Linked DNA regions of Zea mays: region 1 is linked to region 2. Evidence: chromatin contacts called from public Hi-C data. All regions are on one chromosome and are shown on one strand. Each heading gives the region's core, a stretch centred on a gene start, on an enhancer-like site or on the middle of the called end of the contact. The rest is flanking DNA. Distances are from core to core; before and after follow the strand shown. Region 1 holds the start of LOC100383976. Region 2 holds the start of LOC100274464.

The links. Hi-C and Micro-C count contacts between places; a contact is called where the count stands out from the background.
Region 1: a Hi-C map of leaf shows a contact between it and region 2, with 6 times the contacts expected there. The contact joins the promoter of LOC100383976 here to the promoter of LOC100274464 in region 2. A contact is called at or near these places in 3 of 25 Hi-C or Micro-C datasets (ear, leaf and tassel).

What each region holds. Positions count from the first base shown.
Region 1 is chr5:11,179,094-11,184,321 of Zm-B73-REFERENCE-NAM-5.0, reverse strand. It overlaps LOC100383976, which reads right to left and starts at 1,522. Exons shown (of 11, transcript NM_001362236.1): 1 at 810-1,522; 2 at 221-372. The coding sequence starts at 1,383.
Region 2 is chr5:11,039,026-11,044,299 of Zm-B73-REFERENCE-NAM-5.0, reverse strand. It overlaps LOC100274464, which reads left to right and starts at 1,354. Exons shown (of 5, transcript NM_001148823.1): 1 at 1,354-1,722; 2 at 3,350-3,453; 3 at 3,545-3,620; 4 at 3,772-3,855; 5 at 4,243-4,984. The coding sequence starts at 1,717. The coding sequence ends at 4,824.

The DNA of each region.
Region 1 (5,228 bases), core at 273-2,772, 140 kb before region 2:
GTTCAGTCAAAAGTATGTGATGAGTTATTGGTTTCATCAACATGCAAAATTAGTTTTTAAAAAATGCCAAATTGTGAATAACTCTTGCATATTGGATCCATTTTCCAGCAATGCCTGACACCAAGCAAGATAATAAACTAGAACAGCATCAATACTCGAAAGTTCAAATAACATACATGAGGTTTACACAAGTATTGCCATTAGAAGTGCAGATGCATACCCGTTCACATCTCCATGGGACATGAAACATAGTGTTGTACACCCGCTGCCGCTTCTTCTCATTGCCCACTGCAATTGTGCTTCTCAGTGAATTGCCACCATATAGTTCCCCAAGAAAGTATCTGAATGGTGATTTGTCAAGGCGCTCAAATTCTGCAACAGCAAATGGTTTATAGATGTGTGAATATGCATATCTAGGGCTTGTTAACTCAATATACAATAGCATGGTATTAAATCAGAATTCAATTTGAATCTACCAGTGCAATGAAAATTGGTCCACTAAATCCATTATTCTGTTTTGTGATCAGATCTCCCAAATTTAGTCAGATATCAAAATCCGCCAAGAATGGACCAGCAATTAGTATTTCAGACTGTGACGTCTTTCCAGCCTAATGCTCTAATTCTCTAGGATGCAACAAACTTCACAGGCAGCATGTCATGTTCTACTTTGTTCATATCACAGAAATGAAGCAAGACCATCTAAGAAATTCAGGGGTTCTCTAGAACGAGGAGTGGTGAAAGGACCATCAAATTATCACAATAAAAGGCATGTGGCTCTGCAGAATTACAGTGAACAGTGAGATCTGAACCTCCGAGAATTTTGTTATTGTCCTTCATGTACTTCTCCCAGTCCAGCGACGACTCCTTCTCCAGCTTCTTCTTCATGCCGCCATTTGCCTCAGGCCGCCACGCCATGGCTGCCACATCCGCCACAGCCGCAGCAGCTGCGGCGCTCTCCCGCGTGCTGCTTCCGCAGCTGCTGGTCCCATCATCCGCGGACGCTGCCACCACCCTCCCGCCCCCGGAGACGCTCCTCTGCCTCAGCTCCACGCCAACATAGGTCACGCAGCTCGCCGCAGACCTTTCCGCGTCCGAGCTCTCGCACACCGTCTCCGCAGTCGACTTCAGATCCAGGACCCTGAACGCCGCGGCCGAGTTGCCGCCGCCCTCCACGCGCGGCTGCTGCTCCCCCTCCGAAACCGCCTCCTGGATCGGGGGGCTCCGGAACCCACGCTTGCGCTTAGACCGCCTCCTGCGCCGGCGCTGCCCATCGGACGATGTATCGGGCAGGGAGCGCGGGGAGATGTCGTCCGGGTCGTCGGCGGTGAGGTCGCCCGCGAGAAGCTCGAAAGATAGCTGGCGGCCGCCGGATCGGAGCGACATGGGAAGCAGCGGCGTCGGTGGAGGGGGACGGTGTGGTGCACGGCAAGGAGGATTCGGGAACCCTCTCACGAACCCTAAGATTGCACGTCGCCGCGCCGCGCGGCGGCGAGGAGCGGAGGCGGCGGGTGGAGTAGGGGCGCAGAAAAGAACAATGTCCTTTTCCGGTCGGGGTTTATTAATTGCTTGTTTAATCGTTTTCTTTTTGTTTCCCGACTCTATCCCAAATTAAAATTCGTTCGTTTTAGTTAATTAATGATAATACTTCAGTGTATATTATACTTCATCCGTTATAAAATATAGTTTTTTCTAATTCACATTTTCGTTCACATTCATTCAAATAATAATATATATAGACATATATGTAAACTACATTTATATATTACTACTAGGTATATACACGTGCGTTGCAACGGGGGACACTTGTGCAAGCATATGTCACTATTTAGTGATGCTATCAATAATCAACTCAGCAATCATAACAAACATCGAAATCTACCATTTCGAACAACCAAAATTGGCTCAATACCATTGTTAATTGAAATAGGCAAATCCTAAGTTCATAATACATGATATGATGATATACCATGGCCTCCATATAACATTTTTTCATTGTAGGGTGAAAAATATAAAAAGGAGATCCTAAGCCTATTGAAAGAGGATGGTGAGTTGTGATTATCAAAATTATTTTAGCACTCAAATATGGACCTCTTATGTTGTGGCATGATTTCTACATTACTACATAAAGACAAGTAATATAACAATATTCAACTCATCTAAAGACGAATTCTCTAAAAGCAGTCAGAGCAACTGAAGCTGTACGCATTCAAATTCACGGGTTCCTTACATAAACCATGAGGCAACCATGTAAATTTTATTGGAGAGCATCTCGCAACATTTAGATCAAACAATTAGTGCCATCTTCTGCATAGATCAAACAATTGTGTTAGTTTGTTTAAGCAAATTGTTAACTAATATGAATCTACATGTGAGGTTCTCAACAACATAGTTTTGTGGACCGGGGACATGCTCAGTTGGGCGAACCATCGTGCTAACGTTGATGTCGATAGAATTCACCATAGCTCAGTTGACAGAAGAGACAAAGTACAATCCCAGTCGAGCACGCGAGTCAACTCGTTAGAGAATATTTTGCTGCCAGTGAGTCCATTTTGAGGAGCGACTGGTACACTAAGGCTACTGGCACCTCCGGTACGACGCTGCTGGTAAAACTTATTTCACCCTCCTATAGGAAAGGGAAGAGACAACATTCTTTCGCATAAGCAGACGTAGAGCCAACATTCTTTCGCATAAAGTTCTGAACCGATGGCTACGAACTATTCTAAAAATTGACTTGCTAATTTGTATACGGATATATATTTCATTAAGATGTGGAAACAATTTGCAAGTATGTGTGATATGTTGCTTTACTAAACGACTTGACCAATCTATATTTTTCGGTCCAAAACGACTAAAAAGTAGTTGTCATAGTTATATCTGATATTAAATGCATTGAAAACTATATAGATCATCAAGGTAGCAAATTCACGTAAAAAAGTATCATGGTTGGCCTGATCATGACCCGGTTTTATTTTTCCCCTATTTTTCATAAGTCTCTATATTATATTTGAGTATAGAGTTTAAAATAAAAAAAATGTGTGTGTTCTAGTGGCTAGGTGGATGTGAATATGAGTTTAAAGCAAATAATCATGGTTCAAATCCTATTTACATATATTTTATCTTATTTTTACCGTTTAGTTCCTTGAAACTGTTCAAACACATGTGCTGATTAGCACATTTATTTTTAACATATAATTCCTACCGGGTATCAAACACATGCTCAGTCACTCGCATGCGCAGCAGGCTTTGCATTCACGCTTGTGCACATGCAGGCTTTGCATGTAGTGGTGGCATTTGCATGCACGGTTGTATGCGCAGCTTTAGTTGCATTCGTTGCATGTGTGGCTGGCTGGGCTTGCATGTACGTAGAGGACGGAGCTTGTATGTATGCAGAGGCTTGCATGTACGCAGAGGGCGGGCGGGGGCACGAATCTGGCCTACATTAGCCTCTTATAGCATCTCCAACAATGCCTCAAACTAGTGCCTCAAATTGAAATATAGGGCTCTACACAGGAAAAATCACTCCAACAGTGCCTCAATTCAACAAATTTTGTCAAAAAATTATAGGGCACCCTCTCAAGTGCCTCAAATATACTACACCGTAGTGGGCTGCCCTATAATCTAGATTTGGGGCTTTACTGTTGGAGCGGAGTGCTTTGTTGGTGCCCTAAATTCTATAAAATTTACTTATTTTTAAATTATAAGGCATTTTTATAGGTCACGTTGTTGGAGATGCTCTTAGTAGATAGTATAGATTTAAAATATATATAATTAGTCTAAACAAATTATATTTTAGTACAAGGGAGTATATGCGTCTATTATATTTATTCATTTGAAAATATTCTTATTATATTTATTCATTTGAAAATATTCTGACCAAAAATATTAGTCGTTTTAGTCCTTGAATTATATATATATATATAAAGTATAAGTATATATTAAATATTGTGTCTCTATCTCTACTACTCTATAAGTTTTGACTGTAGGCGTCCACATCTGGTGCACCATGCCCCGCCCTAACCCTCGTTCGACGCCCCCCACCTCTGTTCCTCGCGGCTTTGGCGTCGCGATCGTCACGCCACCCCCCCCCCCACTCTCGTCGGTACAACCGTCGTTCTCACCCCACCCCGCCCAACCCCCTCGAGCAGGAGGTATTCTCCTTCGTCGAGCCATTTCACATTGTGGTCCTAAGGTGAGTACAGACTAGCCATCCCTCTTCTCATTTGGTGCACTTCCAGGCGAGCGCACAACCCTACCGCTTGACCAGTGGTGGGCCTAGGATTTAGAGGGTGTGTATTCAAAAAATTTGTAGGATGATTCTTTTGGAAGACTAAAACATGTCTATCGACATATCACATATATATTTAATATATATATATGTATAGTGTATAAATAAGTACACAAGCTATGGTCATAACTGATTCAATAACTAGTCTACTAAGCTCAAATTTCACATAACTATTTCAAAACTTTTAAATCGAAATACATTTGTTGGTTGTTGCTCAGTTGCTAATTGGCTGCTTGTCCTCTTTGGAATTTCCAATCACTAATGCCCCACCTGTAGCCCAGTATTGCAAGCGGCAAAGCAGGGGAGTCGGAGGTCAGGGTCGGGTGGCCACAGATTGGGCGGACATTGGCACGATGGGACCTTGCCCCTGGCTATCTATCCTGGCACGCGGTGACACCCTGACTATGGTGAATTGAAGCCTTGGACGTCGGATGACGCAACAACGAGGCTAGACGCAATGCAACGCAATGCAATGACAGTTAACCGGTCAAGTATGGGCACCTAGCTACGTCGCGGAGGTAAGATGGCGCAACGGAGGTGCTGGTGTCTCCATGTCACATGGGGCTGCAAGACGTGACCACGACTTGGTGGCTAGCGCATCTGGTGGCTCTGTCGTGGTGCGACTACAATAGGGTTTGGGGTTTTTGAAAGTCGCCTAGAGTGGGGTGAATAGGGCGAATCTGAAATTTATAAACTTAAGCACAACTACAAGTCGGGTTAGCGTTAGAAATATGAACGAGTCCGAGAGAGAGGGTGAAAAACAAATCGCAAACAAATAAAGAGTGAGACACAAGGATTTGTTTTACCGAGGTTCGGTTCTTGCAAACCTACTCCCCGTTGAGGTGGTCACAAAGACCAGGTCTCTTTCAACCCTTTCCCTCTCTCAAACGGTCACTTAAACCGAGTGAGCTTCTCTTCTCAATCAAACGGGACACAAAGTCCC
Region 2 (5,274 bases), core at 105-2,604:
GCGAGGCGGAGATTGTTCGACAGAGGCCTGGGCGGAGTCCGAGCCCTGGGGTCGGGCGAAGCGGAGTTCGTCGTCTTCTGGGGCTGAGCCCGAGTCCGAGCCCTGGGTCGGGCGAAGCGGAGTTCGCCGTCTTCCGGGGCTTAGCCCGTGTCCGAGCCCTGGGTCGGGCGGAGCGGAGTTCGCCGTCTTCCGGGGCCTAGCCCGAGTCCGAGCCCTGGGTCGGGCGGAGCGGAGTTCGCCGTCTTCCGGGGCTTAGCCCGTGTCCGAGTCCTGGGTCGGGCGGAGCGAAGTTCGCCGTCTTCCGGGGCCTAGCCCGAGTCCGAGCCCTGGGTCGGGCGGAGCGGAGTTCGCCGTCTTCCGGGGCCTAGCCCGTGTCCGAGCCCTGGGTCGGGCGGAGCGGAGTTCGCCGTCTTTCGGGGCTTAGCCCGAGTTCGAGCCCTGGGTCGGGCGGAGCGGAGTTCGCCGTCTTCCGGGGCTTAGCCCGAGTCTGAGCCCTGGGTCGGGCGGAGCGGAGTTTCCTATGGCGCCTTTGGCAAGGCCTGACTGCCTATCAGTCTCACTTTGTCAAGTGGCACTGCAGTCGGAGTGGCGCAGGCGGCGCTGTCCTTCTGTCAGACCGGTCAGTGGAGCAGCGAAGTGACGGCGGTCACTTCGGCTCTGCCGGGGGGCGCGCGTCAGGATAAAGGTGTCAGGCCACCTTTGCGTTAAATGCTCCTGCGACTCGGTCGGTCGGTGCGGCGATTTAGTCAGGGTTGCTTCTTAGCGAAGGCAAGGCCTCGGGCGAGCCGGAGATGTGTCCGCCGTTAAAGGGGGGCCTCGGGCGAGACGGAAATCCCTCGGGGTCGGCTGCCCTTGCCCGAGGCTAGGCTCGGGCGAGGCGTGATCGAGTCGCTCGTACGGACTGATCCCTGACTTAATCGCACCCATCAGACCTCTGCAACTTTATGCCGATGGGGGTTACCAGCTGAGAATTAGGCGTCTTGAGGGTACCCCTAATTATGGTCCCCGACAAGGGGGTTGCTAAATGGTTGCCAAATGTAGAGAGGAAATAAGGTTAGATGAGAAGTTGTTAAATTTAGAAAGTTCATTTAGAAAACTGTTGGATATGAGTTTTTGTGTTAACTACTTAAATTGTTGATTTAGGAAGTCTATTAGAGAACTATTGGAGTTGCTCTAAGCCCCTCCTGCTAGAGTCATTCCTAAGATTTTTACTGTATATATTTATAATATAGAAAGAGCTTCTTTACTGTAGTGGTTTCTCTCGTGAAAATTTTCAAAGCTCCGTTTGTGTGCCCACTGAACCACCAAATGGCATCGCTCCCACCGCCGCCGAAACGCTTCGTGCAGCCGGAGCTTTCGCCCGGCGCCCGCAGCCGTGGCTACACAACACAGCTGCGAGCCTGCGAGAACCACCACCAGTGGCGTAGTAGTACCCGTGGCATTCCAACGGGCGGTCGCGGCCGGAACCATAGCCAACCTGCCGGTTGGTCTTACACCTCACGCGCCTCGTAAACGAAAATAAAAACACGCGCCCCGCAAAGTCGTCCTCTTTCTTCCGCTCGCCGACACGGCGCAAATCCCCACAACCCCAGGCCGGCGGACGGGCGGACTCCCACCCACCTCCTCGCGACGACGTGCTCGGCTCGCTTCCAGCCACCTGGCTCGCCGCCCGCCTCGGAAACCCCGCCGCGAGATCCCGTCCCCCGGGCCGGGAGGATGGAGGTGAGCACCGCCTCCTGCGACCCTCTCTGGCTTCTGCTGCTCCGTGGCGGCGGCTGTACTCGACGTGGTCGGCCGTGGGCTCAGGGCAGGCTTAGGCGATTAGCAACCGGAGGCGTTTCCGAGGAGGTTTTGCTTGGTTTGGATTGGGAGTCGCTGCTAGTGGGATAGGCATTCTGCCGCGACTGCATTGCTCCCGTATGGACGGTGGTTGCAGATTTTCTGGTGGATTTGGACATTTCGTGCATCATGCGTGCGCGCCGTTCCTCCGGAAGCCTGCCGCCGCTGCTAGGAAACTCTGGGCGCAAATTGAGTCCACCCGCGGTTTCGTGTGTTTGTCGTTGGATTCTGTAGTTTGGTGGCATGGTGTGCTTGGTTGAGGACATGTCGATTGGCTATTTGGCTGCACCTTTTTTCCCATTTTCCTTTCAGGTCCATGTCTCCCAAATTGGATGCCTGCTGTTCTCTACTGCTAGTACAAGTTACTATGCTTGTCATTAACTCGAATTGACAGCCCCGTCTTGATAAGAGGCGATTAGATCACTAGATCCAATCTTCAGGTTCGTTGGGCATGCTTCCTGTCAAATTTCGCGCCAGGGTTAGCAATCGATGATGCCTGCAATGGCTGCGAATACTAAACTGCAGATTTCTGCATTTCCATGGGCCACGGCTCCATTGAGATGCACTCATTCACTTGCACAATCCTTGCTGTTTTGTTCAATCCTTTCTATGTGCCTTTTTTGGGGTTTATGTTTCAGGCTAATGAATACTACTGTTAATTCCTCTGGTGGTCCTGGTAATGTGACGACGTTCGTTCCGTTTTGGGAACGTGAGAATAATATCGTCCCCGTAGTGTTAAAACCTAGTTTTAGTACCATACTGTGTACCATGTTCCCGTTCCTCGATCAGATCTGGGAACCTGGTTACTAAGACCCAACATAATAATAAGACATTAAGACTGGATCCATATCAAACGATGAACTAACAGCTTGATATTGATCCTAACAGTGCTAATTTGAAATCAAGCAATGAAGAAGAATTAATCCCATGTGCAAGTGTCCCCAATAGTCTAGTGCCCTCCAAGCTGACTCTGCGTAGCTATATTCGTGGTAGTGTTTACCCTAATGAGCTACTGTCAATAACAGTTACAGCTTACAGTAGACACCTTTCAGTTTCAGTAAATCATCCTCTTCTGTCTGACAGCTGCCTTCAGTTTGTACTTATGTCAGTTAGAACTTTTGATTTTTTTTCTCACTTTCTGCCTGAAATGTGTTGATTTTAATGTCCCCTAATTCAGTGATGTGTAATCACCACAATCATGATAGCTTTTTTACTGCCATGTACCTATTCATGTCCTACTAGAATACAAGATACCCGACCATTCAATATTTATCCCAAATTATATGGGATTCTAAGTGAACTAATCCTGAAAGGGCAACATTTACATGCATACCTACTATTAATGCCTATCACCAACCCAAATAAAGGTGATCTCGAAGGGTTACATGCGTCATTTGTTTTACCACATAAATATGTCCTAGAATTCTTAAAATACTTTGTATTTCAGGATACAGGGAGTAGGTCCTATTAAGCCAAAGATTTAATCTGATCTGTTCATCTTTTCTTTCAGGTGAAAACGGTAAAAGTTAGCAACCTTTCATTAAATGTTTTGAAAAGAGAGCTCACAGAGTTCTTTAGTTTCTCTGGGGATATAGAATATGTTGAAATGCAAAGGTAATTGACAGCACTTAAACTTGTTGTATATGCATTAGAATACTGGCGTAAGGTTTCTTAAATATTGAATATTTGCTTCTGTTTTCATCAGTGAATCTGAATGGTCACAGCTTGCTTATGTCACATTTAAAGACTCACAGGGAGCAGACACTGCTGTTCTTCTCTCGGTATGTTCAAGTTCCTGCAACTCATTTCTTAGCTTACGGATTTAGTTCTTTCTGTTGCACTTAGACAGCTTAACTTTCTGTTTGATACTATTTCATCTCATCTTTTTTTGTCTAATATACGACTATCAATAATTTGATTGCTTGTCAACAGGGGGCAACAATTGTTGATCGTGCTGTCATTATAACTCCTGCTGAGAACTATCAGCTGCCTCCTGAAGCACACAAACAATTATCGGTGAGAATATTTTACATGTTTAGACATGTTCAACATTTCAAGTTACATCAATTCTGAAGAAATTAACTGACATATGGTCATCTATTGTAATAAGATTACATTTATATCCTAAAATAAAGAGCGAGTCTATTAATAATTTCTTTGCACAAACTAGTTATTCTTGTTAGAGGAGTATTTGGGTTTAAGGCAGTTTTTCACATTATCAAGAAATAATTCAGCACTGCAGAGAATGAGGAGAAAGTGTTTCAGTTCTATACAATTATTATACAAACTAAAACTACGTGTAGTACTGTAGTGACAAAAATACCGATGAATCAGATAGTTAATTTGGATGGGTACCTTGAATATGTGTTGATATACTTCTTTTACCTTTGTTTGCATCTTAAGGGAGCAAACGTCTCTACTGAATCAGCAGTCAGGAAGGCAGAAGATGTTGTCAGCAGCATGTTGGCCAAGGGATTTGTGCTCAGCAAAGATGCTCTCAACTTGGCAAGATCCTTCGACGAGCGTCACAATATCCTATCCAATGCTACTGCCACTGTTGCATCTCTAGACCGCCAGTATGGCCTGAGTGAAAAGATCAATCTGGGAAGGGCCATTGTTGGCAGCAAGGTCAAGGAGGTGGATGAACGCTACCAGGTCTCAGAACTCACAAAGTCTGCCTTGGCTGCTGCTGAGCAGAAAGCCAGCTTTGCAGGTTCTGCTATACTGAGTAACCAATATGTCTCAGTTGGTGCCTCTTGGCTAACAAGTGCATTCACTTTGGTAACAAAAGCGGCAGGTGACATGACCTCCATGGCCAAAGACAAGGTAGAGAGAGCCGAGGAGGAGAGAAAGGCCATCATGTGGGAGGAGAGGAATGGGCTGGTGAGCGATTATGCAAAGATCCATCTTGACGAGCCCTCTTCATGGGAGCCCGCAGTTCTGCCTTTGGAATCAGTGGATGAACAGAAGCTCCAGGCTGTCTGATCCACAAAACCGAATGCCAATCGTTGTCGCACGTAATTCTTTTGCAGCTCGTCCTATATATAGATTTATTCTTTTTCGTCGATGCAGTGGATCAAAACAAATGCGCTTATCAGCCATAGCGCCATGTAAATTTTCTGAAAGTTGCTCCCGTGTTATTACCAGGTTTTCTTTCTTTCTTAGTTTGGAGAAAGAGTGGTGCTACCAGCATTGCTGCTCTAAACTACTGTGTGTGTGTGAATGGAGTACTACTGTACTTGTGTCTACTTGAGTACTACAGAAACAGAATACAACTTCCTTCGTTAGATACAGATTGATTTAAAATTGAGTTGAACCACTTGTGCAAAAAAAAAAAAAAAAAACCCTACTAAGATGTTGCTTGTTCAGTGTTTCTTAACTGTAATACCATGAAGTCGTCGAAAGAAAACGGGCCATTGTTTATGTTCAGTTCTT